Linked DNA regions of Gossypium arboreum: region 1 is linked to region 2. The links are chromatin contacts, called in public Hi-C maps. All regions are on one chromosome and are shown on one strand. Each heading gives the region's core, a stretch centred on a gene start, on an enhancer-like site or on the middle of the called end of the contact. The rest is flanking DNA. Distances are from core to core; before and after follow the strand shown.

What was found. Hi-C and Micro-C count contacts between places; a contact is called where the count stands out from the background.
Region 1: a Hi-C map of leaf shows a contact between it and region 2, with 2.2 times the contacts expected there. The contact joins the promoter of LOC108459813 here to the promoter of LOC108459642 in region 2. A contact is called at or near these places in 2 of 5 Hi-C or Micro-C datasets (both in leaf).

The regions. Positions count from the first base shown.
Region 1 is chr4:115,889,445-115,895,313 of ASM2569848v2, forward strand. LOC108459813 (BTB/POZ domain-containing protein At3g22104-like) reads right to left here and starts at 2,675. Exons shown (of 3, transcript XM_017759212.2): 1 at 2,429-2,675; 2 at 1,411-2,339; 3 at 568-1,325. The coding sequence starts at 2,507. The coding sequence ends at 924.
Region 2 is chr4:115,495,303-115,500,579 of ASM2569848v2, forward strand. LOC108459642 (putative cyclin-D6-1) reads left to right here and starts at 1,292. Exons shown (of 6, transcript XM_017759043.2): 1 at 1,292-1,742; 2 at 1,828-1,908; 3 at 2,290-2,385; 4 at 2,483-2,684; 5 at 2,762-2,892; 6 at 3,000-3,434. The coding sequence starts at 1,551. The coding sequence ends at 3,176.

The sequences.
Region 1 (5,869 bases), core at 1,425-3,924, 400 kb after region 2:
AAAATAATAGCAAAATTAATAATAAAATAAGAGTTATATAATATACAAACAATAATAACAATATAATAGTGAAATTATAGCAAAACAATGAAAAAAAAGTAAAAAATAGTAGCAGTATTTTTTTTTTTTTGCAAATTCGGGTTGGGCTCAGGGCCGGGCAAAAAAAAGCTTACCCAAGGCTCGGATTTTTTAGAAAACAGGTCTTATTTTTTTTGTCTATGCCTATTTTTCAAACCTATAATTTTGCCCAAATCATTTTACATTTCGAGCAGACTTAAACTTTCAAGTGACTCGACCCATAGACAAGTCTAATATAGACTCAAGTCAAAGTTTATTAGGCTAACCTATGATCAATAACAGTAAAGTGGGTCAAATTGAAATCTTTAAACAGGTCCAAATCACAAAATATTATCAAAATTCATCTTCAAATTCCTTTTGGTCTAATTCATTCACCTATTCCATTAAAAATCTAAATATAACTCAGAAATAAATAATTAATCATTCAAAATCATAAAACACAAGGAAAAATGTCATGTAATAAATATAAATTACATGATGCAGAAAAATCAAGTTTCAAATGACCTTATCTTTTATCTTCAAATTGCCAAGAATGGTTACATAAACATAGAAGCATCTATAAATTCAAAATTTGAGAGGATTTACTGAAGTATATTTGAGTTGTAACATCAAATAGGTAACCCCACCAAAGCAACTATGAACTAATCCATTATTGGGTGTTGGCTAAAGAATATATACTGCCAACTGCCGCGCACCCATTTGCCTCAGACTGAGACCGACTGTTGAAAACGACTCAACCTTGGAGAAAAAATAAAGGAAAACTCTTATCACACACACCTCAATGCTATACATACACAAGTGAAATAATTAAAAGACACAAAGTGGTATATGCAAAAATTTCGCTTTCATGAACAGAGTCTAGGCAGGGGTCTTGCATTACTATGGGTTAATACTTTGGCTTTCATGATTTTGGCCATTTGGGTCTGCATTTTCTTACACACTTTCTCCAATTCCATCACCCTCCATTGCATCCCTTGTAATTGTGCTCTGAGCTTTTCATTGTAAACTACAACTTGTTCCCTGCCCCTATCTTCCTTTGCGGTGAAATCCGTATAATGCTTGGCATTGTGCATGCCCTCAAGCAAGTTCTTAAGCTTCCATTGCTGTGAAATAAGAGCTTGCACTGCGCTTGTTGATGGGAATTTTGTGTTTTGAGAAAGGTGCATGCAGGCCTCACTAGAGAGCTTCTTATAGTTCAATCCACCACATATCTCCATTTTTTCTACTTCAGACAACCCTGTATGAACCTACTGAAAGCATATTTAATCCAAATGAACAAAAAAAAAAGAGAACATATATAAGGAACCTTTTATAAATGATATCAAAGTCTACCTCCAAATAAATGTCCATGGCATGGTACAATTCATCCCATGAGTCCCTGGAAGAATCCGGCAGGACCATTACCAAAGCTGAAAACTTGGATGATTTTAGGCAACGATCCGGAGCTACTTCTGTTATATAGAGATCTATCAAGCTAGCTACCTTTTTCATTCGTATCGGAGATAATTCCGAGCCTCCATCACGTAAAAATGCCTTGAGGAACCTAAGAACAAGGTTTACATCATACAGATAACTTCTCCCATATGATGGAATTAGGAGATTGTCTATTGTTGCTTGATCTAGTTGAGAACCTATCATACTCTCCAACTTGTTCCTGCAACTTTTGCTTATGTTGGAACGCAGCACCGGACGAAGAACGCCAAACAAACTCTTGCACGAAATAGAACTCGGATCAAGAGTGTAAAGCATATCGATCACAATTTCTAGAACTTCACGTTTCTCATCCGATGAGGCCGTATAAAACTTCGACTTCTGGTAATAAAAGAGGAAACCACTGACGATAACATGATTGTACCCCCGAGACACCATAGATTTCACCAGCATTTCAATCAAATTGGGATTCAATGCCGAAAGGTCTTCGAACCACCAAGTTGCTCGAAATAGGCCGTTTTTCGAGCTCTGGGTACTCCTAGTATTGAACGAAATCCGAAGCCCTGAGCTATCTGGAGAAGAAGTAGATGCACAAGGGGTTACTTCACTAGCCATGGCAAGCCTCCCAACAAGTGAATCCAAGCATTTCTCAAGTATACCAGAAGAGGTAGCAGTCCGCGGTGAATCTTGGTAATGCTTCAAAGCAACCAAAAGATCAGACCATGTCCAAAAACTGAGCTCATCAATGGAGTCCTTGGTTTTTTGTAATAGATTACAGTTCCCTGCCCCTGAGACAGAAATGTTCATCTCCATGGATTCAACAGCAGAAACTATGGCAATACAACAACAATGGACAAATTATTAAAGAAAACATAAAAAGTCTAGCAATGATAAAAATTAGGATTCCATTTGATGCTACCTAACCAGACTCTTGGTTTGTCCTCAAGCATCCTTGTCGGCATATACCGGGGTATCAGCAATGGAATAGGATCCTCCATCCCGAATTCAAATAATCCAAAAACAAGAATGAACCAAGAAAAGAGTAAAAAGGAGGACCAGAAATGAAGATGTCAATTGTAACAGTAATCCATGTCTAGTGCTATGAAAGCAACCCTTAGTCCTTTCCCAGAATCACCCAAAACTACACCAATAAATAAGGAAAAAAAATGGGCAAAAGTCTTGAACAAAGAGAGAACGGGAAAAAAAGGGAATATCTACTTATATGACCCACATGTAGATGGGAAATTAAATGATAATGGTACAGAAGAAGATAGTATCTATAGATTCCACATTTCTGAAAAGGCAAGAATCAAAAGAATATAAATATGATAGATTATGAATCACAATCACCCCAAACATTTATTCCCAATTTTAGTTCAAGCAATCAAGCATTATAAATAATTGAATCAAATCAGGAAAATGGCGAATCAAACATTTTGTTTTTCCTCCAATTATGATAATCACAAGTATCGTTTTGACTTTTGTGATAAGAAATATTGTGCAATATCCTATATTTTATTAGAATATACTTAGAGGCGTGATCAAGAGAATTTAGAAATGTACTAAAAAAATGGTGTAAGAGGTCAGACCGAACGAGACGTTCAAAGCTACAGTAATATAATGATTTTTTTGATTTGCTGGCTTTACTTGTCTCTTGTTCCCTGTTTCTCGCTGCCAGTATCTAGACCCGTGCATGGGGTTGACAAAGATATCCTTAAAATCCAAGTTAATTTATATTTTTAATCAATGCCACTATTTAAACATTGGAGTGAAAGTTACAAGATAATTAGGCACTAATTCAATTAAAAATTACGAGGATGTCTTTCATAATATTATTAGAAGGTATATTAATCTTTTCACTTTCTAAATAATCAATAAAAATATGCATAAATAAGAAGAATTAAACCCCACATCAAATATATTAATAAAATATTTAATTTACCACTTAACTAAAACTTTATTTTAATATTTCCCTACATTTTATTTTTATTGTCCATATTTTATTACCTCCTTTAGTTTTATATCTATACTATTAATAAAACTTCGATTGAATTGATGTCAATACCAACTCGATTAAGAAATTATGGAAATATCCTTCCATAATTAAAGTAAATTATATTATTTGAAGATATTTGAGTTTTTTATTTTAATATCGTACATATTCTTTATGTTACTATGATTAATTAGTTTTAGACTTTATTGCATCTTATTTTTAAATATATAATTGTATTTTAAATGTGTGGTAAGATTTTTGGAATATTTTATTTGATTTTTTAATTTATCATTTATCACGGGCATTAAGACGTTAGGTACAATTGTAATTATAGAAAATATAATTAGAATTAGAATTACTCAAAGTGGTGAGTTAGGGGAATAGGAATGGGCTTTCTTTCTCAAAATAGAAAATTATTCATTTAGTTCTTCTAAAATTGGTTAAACTTTAAGTTAATCTAATAATAAAATTGTATTTTGACATACTAAATATAAAAATTCAATCTTGACCCTCTAAGTATGAAAAGGTTATAATTTAAACCTTTGAGAAATTGTAAGATTTTATGTTAATATAAAGATAAAATTATATTTTAGCTCTCTTAAAAATTATAATTCAAATTTTTCAAAAGTATAAAGAATGTATCTGTATTCTCGTAAATCATAAGGTTACAACTATTAAATATTTACACAACTCCGGCTCAATTAATTCATAACAGAAAACCTAACTTTTCTAACTGCTTCAACAGCCTATAACTCTTTCTACACTCCCCCTCAAGTTGGAGGTGTAAAAATATTTTTTAACCCCAACTTGGAAGTCAGATGACAATGCTGTTGTGACCTCAAAGCTTTCGTCATAATATCTGCCAGTTGATCTGCTGTTGACACATGTTCAGTAGCTATAAGCCATTCTTGTATCTTTTCTCTTATAAAATGATAGTCAATTTCTATGTCCTTAGTCCTCTCATGATACATAAGGTTTTCTGCTATTTGTGTAACACCCCTCACCAGTATCCAATACCGGGACAGGGCTCGAGGCATTACCAGACTTTAAACATTCATAAACATACAAAATCGGGTCACCAAATTTCGCCCAAAATTAAAACTTCTAGAACATACACATATCGTCCATTATACAGGCCATTGAGGCCTATAACCTACATTAAGGCAGTTCGGGACAAAATCGAAAACATTTGGTAAACTTTGGACAACTTAATAAATTTCTAGCTTTGGATTGTCACACGCTCATGTAGGTGGACCGTGTGGACTCACACGCTTGTATGACTTGGGGCACGTCCATGCCCTTAGCCCGTGGGAAACACTGACTTTTAAACACGGCCATGGCACACGCCCATGCTGCTTGTCCGTGTTCAATACTGACTTTGGGACACGGCTATGGCACACGCCCGTGTGACCTACCCATGTCCTATACTAACTTAAAATTTTAAGTGTAGGGGACACACGACCATAGCACACACCCGTGGGAGGGAACCGTGTGTCACACACGGCCTAGACACACGCCCGTGTGTCCAACCATGTGGACCATAATAGGCTATTTTCCAAGCCTTAAGTCACCCCTTTCTATTCCTTATACCATTATACTATGCTTACTAACTTATAAATTAAACATCCATGTTCAGGGCATTAACAACTTATTACCATATCACACATTTATTCCATGGTCATGACCACCTCGAATGGTCCTAAGGAATTCACCATGTACATATGCCATATACTTCTTATACATAGTGAACAAGCCTAATCACATCCCCACATCACAAGACATTTACACATATCATGGATGAATAGGCTTACAAGCCAAAATCATTATAAGCCACATCTCATGGCCACATACAACAAATCATTATAAGCCAATATATTTGGCTAATCACAATAACATCGATCATAGAAAAACTAAGTCCCTACACATGCCACTCACTTGAACATGTTTAACATATACATGTCAATACTCCAACGACAAAGGCTCAATAGTGTGATGCTGCCTCCGAAGATCTCCAACCCCAAGCTGACCTGTCAAAACTAAAAAGCTGGAAAGGGGGAGTAAGCTTTATGCTTAGTAAGTCCATATGAAAATAATAAGCATTATAATAACATGTTTCCTTAGGTAATACAACTATAATTAGGCTTTTATTCATATTCTGGTCAAGCTATCTACTCGAGTCATAGTCGATAAATTATTTATAACCCAAGCTATGGAACTCCAAATTAATATCTGTTAATTTTTCCAGAAACTAGACTCATATATCTTCTTAACATAAAATTTTTAGAATTTTTTGTCTAGCCAATAAGTACATTTTATTATTCGAAGTCTCCCCTATTTTGCTATTTGACAGCTTCGACCTATCTTCAC
Region 2 (5,277 bases), core at 42-2,541:
GTCCCAAAATTATTATTTTATATTTTTAATATTTTAACTTTTTATATATTCTTGAGAATATTTTGGAATTTTTAATATATATTTAAAATTTTTATATATTTTTAAAATATATAAAATTTGAAAATTTTATAAGTATTTTGAATTTTAAAATTATTTTAAATTTGTTTTATAAATTTTGATGAGAGAGATAGATTTGCTCATTTTAAAATTGACAAGGATTGAATGTGTATTTATTCCAATATGTTATTTGAGTTATTCAAATTATTCTAGTTATTGGAATTGTAAAATTTAACTCAATTAGAAATCGAAACTCGAATTACTAATTTAAATTTACTCGAAAAAATTGAATAACTCGATTCGATTAACTCAAAATTAAAAAAAATCAATTTTTTTAATAGAATCGAGTTTTACTTATCTCTAACCATGATAACAATGAAATCACATTTCGTTTTCGCTTTTTGATTTCAGCAGTTCCATTATATAGATGCATAGCTGAAAGATATTTTTCCCTTTTCCTTTTGCTTTTTTTAAACCTTTACCTAAGTAGTTTACAGACTTTAATAGAGGTAATTGCAGCAGTTGCAGCAATATTTAATTTTAAGAAGAATATACCTGGACAGGTAGGGTTCTTTCCATGTTGACAATGAAATGAACTGCATGTATAGTAAATTGTAAAGGGAAAACATGATGTGCAATTAGCCTTGTTTAAAAACATTTGGACATTTACTACTTTACCTATATGCAGATAAACAAAGTTATACTAAGTAAAAGGCCCACTCTCTCTCTGATTCACCTCCACTGAGACAGGAGATTCAGTGTTTAAGGTAGTATTCAATTTGTAAATCCAAATTTTAATTAACACTTTGAAGACTTTTTTTTTAAAGGAGCCGACCTACTCAAAGTAGCATCATATACTCCATAATTGACATGTATAGAATAGGTAAGGGGTTTAAATCTCACCAAGGTCGAGATGTTCATGTTGCCTCTTGGTGGATGGTCGTACATCCACATAGGGTTGGAGCGTTCCCCTCTATAATAGTACACGATTTTCGTGGAGTGGGAGACAAAATTCTCCTGTTAGACAATACTTTTCATTATTGAGGGATTAGATCAACATTCTCGAAGATGATACTTCGAAGACTCCTCTAAAAAAAATACCTCAACAATTTAATTAATATAAAAAGATGTAATATTTAACAAAGGTAAAATCTATATAATATATTATCATGATTTGGTGAAGGTCAAAAGCCTATAAAAGTTAAGAGAATGAGTGAATGTCGAATTTGGGCATTCACCAAATAATCTTATCTGATCACTTCCCTTTTAAAGTAAGAGAGATAAGCGTACATCAGCAAAGTTGAGGATTTCCAAAGTATTCAGATACCATCTTTTGAGAAAGGAACAAAAGAAAAAACTGGTAAAACTGTGTGTGTGCCTCTCTCTCCATGCTTGTTGTTTATCATCACTGCATCTTGTCATTTAAACGATGTGCATAGATATAGCGGTGCTCACTCTTCAACGCCACTGAGCTTTTTTCTAAAATCAATTTGATGGAGTTCGATCTTGAAAACCCATTAACAAACTTCGACGACTTCCATGTTTCTAGTACTGTTCCCTCTTTTATCCCTTCCTTCTTCCTTGTTGAATCTGATCATATGCCCACTGAGACTTACATTAAGACCCTCAAAGCTAGTGATCTTGCTACTAGTATTAGACGAGAAGCTATCTGTTCAATCTCGCAGGTATGGTACCAAGGAACGTAACTTATTAATGGCGTTCATGCTTATGCATATACATGCTGAATTTGGTTGTGTTTTTTGATTTCAGTTTTCATGCAAATTCAGTCCTTTTTTGTCGTATCTTGCTGTCAATTATCTCGACCGCTTCTTATCAAGCCAAGGGTTACCGGTAAGGAAACCTTATATCCATTTAGTTACCAACATTTCTGCAATTGATAATTTGATATAGTACTCCAAAACGGGGTAAAAAAAACTGTGAGAATATATTTGGATTGTATCCCTCACTTCTACTCAAATTCTCCTAAAATTTATCTATTTCTATTAATAAAAATTAGTTTTGTATACTCATATGAGATAAACACAGCATATCGATCCTATATTATTATTTAGTTATTTTATCAAACATGTCAATTTTTAATAGAAAGAATCAATTTATTTTTCACTAAGATACAATAATTAATTTTTCCCTTTTCAAAATACAATTTAAGTACTAATGCTGTACCATTATGCTACTTTTTCTCCATAACTGACAAAAGATGTGATATTGCAGCAACCTAATACATGGGTTCTTAGACTTGTTGCAATCTCTTGTGTCTCTTTAGCTGCCAAGATGAACAAATTAGAGTTTGAACTTACCCATTTTCAGGTAAAATTATATATTATATCATGTTTATCAAGATGTATAAATTGTTTTTATGATCAAATTAACCTTTTTTTGTGTGTGTGTGGAATATAATATGCAGGGCGATGGAGGTTTCATGTTTGAGGCACAAACAATAGAGCGAATGGAATACGTAATATTGGGAGCATTAAAATGGAGAATGCGTTCGATTACTCCTTTTTCGTTCATATCCTTTTTTATTTCATTGTTCAAGCTCAAAGATCCTCCATTAATGGACGTCCTCAAAGCTCGAGCTGTTGAAATAATTATGGAAGCCCAAAATGGTAGGTCTACTTCAGTGAAATGCATTTACCTCTACTACTGTACTTCAAATTTCCCATAAATTTTGATTTTATAACAGATATAAAGCTTTTAGAGTTCAAGCCATCAATAATTGCTGCAACTGCACTTGTCTGTGCTTCCCATGAACTCTTTCCCTCGCAATTCCCCAGTTTTAGAAAAGCAATTTCCTACTGTCCATACGTAAATAAGGTAAACCCCATCCCATTATCTTAGTTGGTACAAAATTTAAACCTACCAACAAAGATTTTAAATTAGAAGATTGAACTATAATAAAAAACCTGATAATTTGGGTGCAGGAAAACATGTTAAACTGCTACAATTCGATAATCGATATGGGTTGGAGGTCCAACCAGGCCGAAGATATGGTTTCTCAGCAATTTTCAAGTTCAGAAGGAGACATGTTCAAGAGAAGAAAAACTAATGATTATGAGAAGAACCACACGGGCCACCTCTCTCAGGTCCAACACTGTTGATGATAGTGGGTGAGAGGTTTGAATCAATGGACTGTTTTGAGAGTGAGCCTAGCTACCTCTTTACGTTCAAATAAGAAATGGGATACATGATTATGATTCTTAATGGCTAATCCGCTCCCTTTCTTAAAGAGAGCTGAAGAGATGAAAACCGAAGAGAATTTTGTTTGCTTTGATTATTTTCCTTTCCTTTCTAGTTGGTACCAAATAAAAACAAGGACAAAATTGACACTTCGAATTATATGGTTGGATTTTTGTTCATCTTTGTAGAGTTTCTAGCAGGAGAATAATGGTGATGGGTCGTTATTACCGGTGGCAAAATGAGAAAGCCTAAAAAAATAAAACTTGAAATCCATAATTATAACGTTGCTTGAAATTGAATCCAAACTTTTATGTCTAGAGCATAATATTTTTGTCATTAGATCAAGAAGTTGACAATAAAAATGATTTTTTTTTTATTTTTAAATTCTCTGTTTTGAGAGAGCTTTTTTTTAATTGATCTTTTTCTTACAAGGATTGGTAGTAGGGAATAATATTTTATTGTCTAGAAAAGTTTAATAAATTATAATTATTGATCAAATAGTTATGTTAAAAATATATGAAAAGTTATCTTGTAGAGACAACTTTGTGTAAAATTGTAAAACAACACAATCCTCTGAAATATGTATCATTAAAAGATATATTTTAGGATAAGGTATTTTATTCTGTAAAAGACTTTTCTATTAGTCATTTTTATTGTTTTGCTTGGAATATTAAGGGTTTTGTTGTATCTTGAAAGCAAATTAGAGCCTAAAAATATGTTGTATACACCTCAAACTATCTTATTTTACTAATGTTATTTTATTTTCTTGTTTCAATATTTTTTTTCCAACAGTATTTGGTAAATTATTGATAATGACCAAAATACAGCTTGAGTTGTAAAGCTTAAGAAGGGCTTTAATAAAGTGCATAGTCATAACTTCCCAACTCTGATGTTGTATAGGTATTGGATTTAGCTTGCCAAGGTAAACAAAAATGTTCAATTTTATTCCTTTGGCATGTATCACGTTGCTGAATAAATTCCTGCACTTGTTTCGACATGTTAGGCCAGTAAAAGTAGAGCTTAAGTTTATGGTAAGTGGCCTCATTGAGGTGAGTCATGCAAATCTTGAAGCAGTTGTTGCTTCAAAGGCCCACTATCACCAATGCACACTTTCTATTTGATTCTTACTATTCCATTTTCAGACGAAAATGAAGGTTGAGCTGTAGGACGAATTGCTAAGGCAATAATCTTTTCTTGCACATTCTGGTCTTCTTTTGTAACTTTCTTCAATATCTTAAACCCACTTATTACAAGAGTAGTAGATGTCAGAATTAGGCACAAACCCTACTCCTCAAAGTGCCTTTGACAAGGTATTTGTAATTGCATTAGTTTTTCCTTTCTTGTTTTCGATAGTATAATTTAGATACAACAATTTGGTTAAGCCTTTCTTTTAATACCAATGGTTTGTTTCTGCTCCAACAAAGGCTTTATGGCTTCATGGTTTGTTTGATGACAAAATTGGTTCTCTTAAGATAATGCCTCCATTTGTTACTACCATTAGTATATATAGGTACTCTTTTTCATATATGGACAAGTTTGAATGCCTTGGCCCTAAGGCCTTTCTAAGATATTATAAGCCACCCTTCTTATGTGAGCACAACTCTTATACCTATAGAATTGACATCTGTTTACAAAGAAAAAGACTTAAAAAAGGTAGATAATATCCAAATCCATAGCAGATAATAATTTTAATATCCGAATCCACAAATTTCGGATTGAATATCCTCAAATATCTGAATCCGCAATTTGAATTGCCATCTTATATCTCCTTAACTTCCACTAGTTGAAAGTTACTCCTTTTTACATGATTAACCAATGCTAAGAGTGTTTTAGATTAACATCACATATTTTCAAAATCTTAGCTACATTTGGTTTTAGAGAACATTTTCTGTTTTATTTTTATTTTCAGAAAACAGTTTTCATTTTCTATTTTTGAAAATTGAAAAATACTTTTGATAAATGAAAATGAAAATTTGTTTTAGTAATGAAAATAGTGAAAACAAGTTTGGTATATATTTTTAA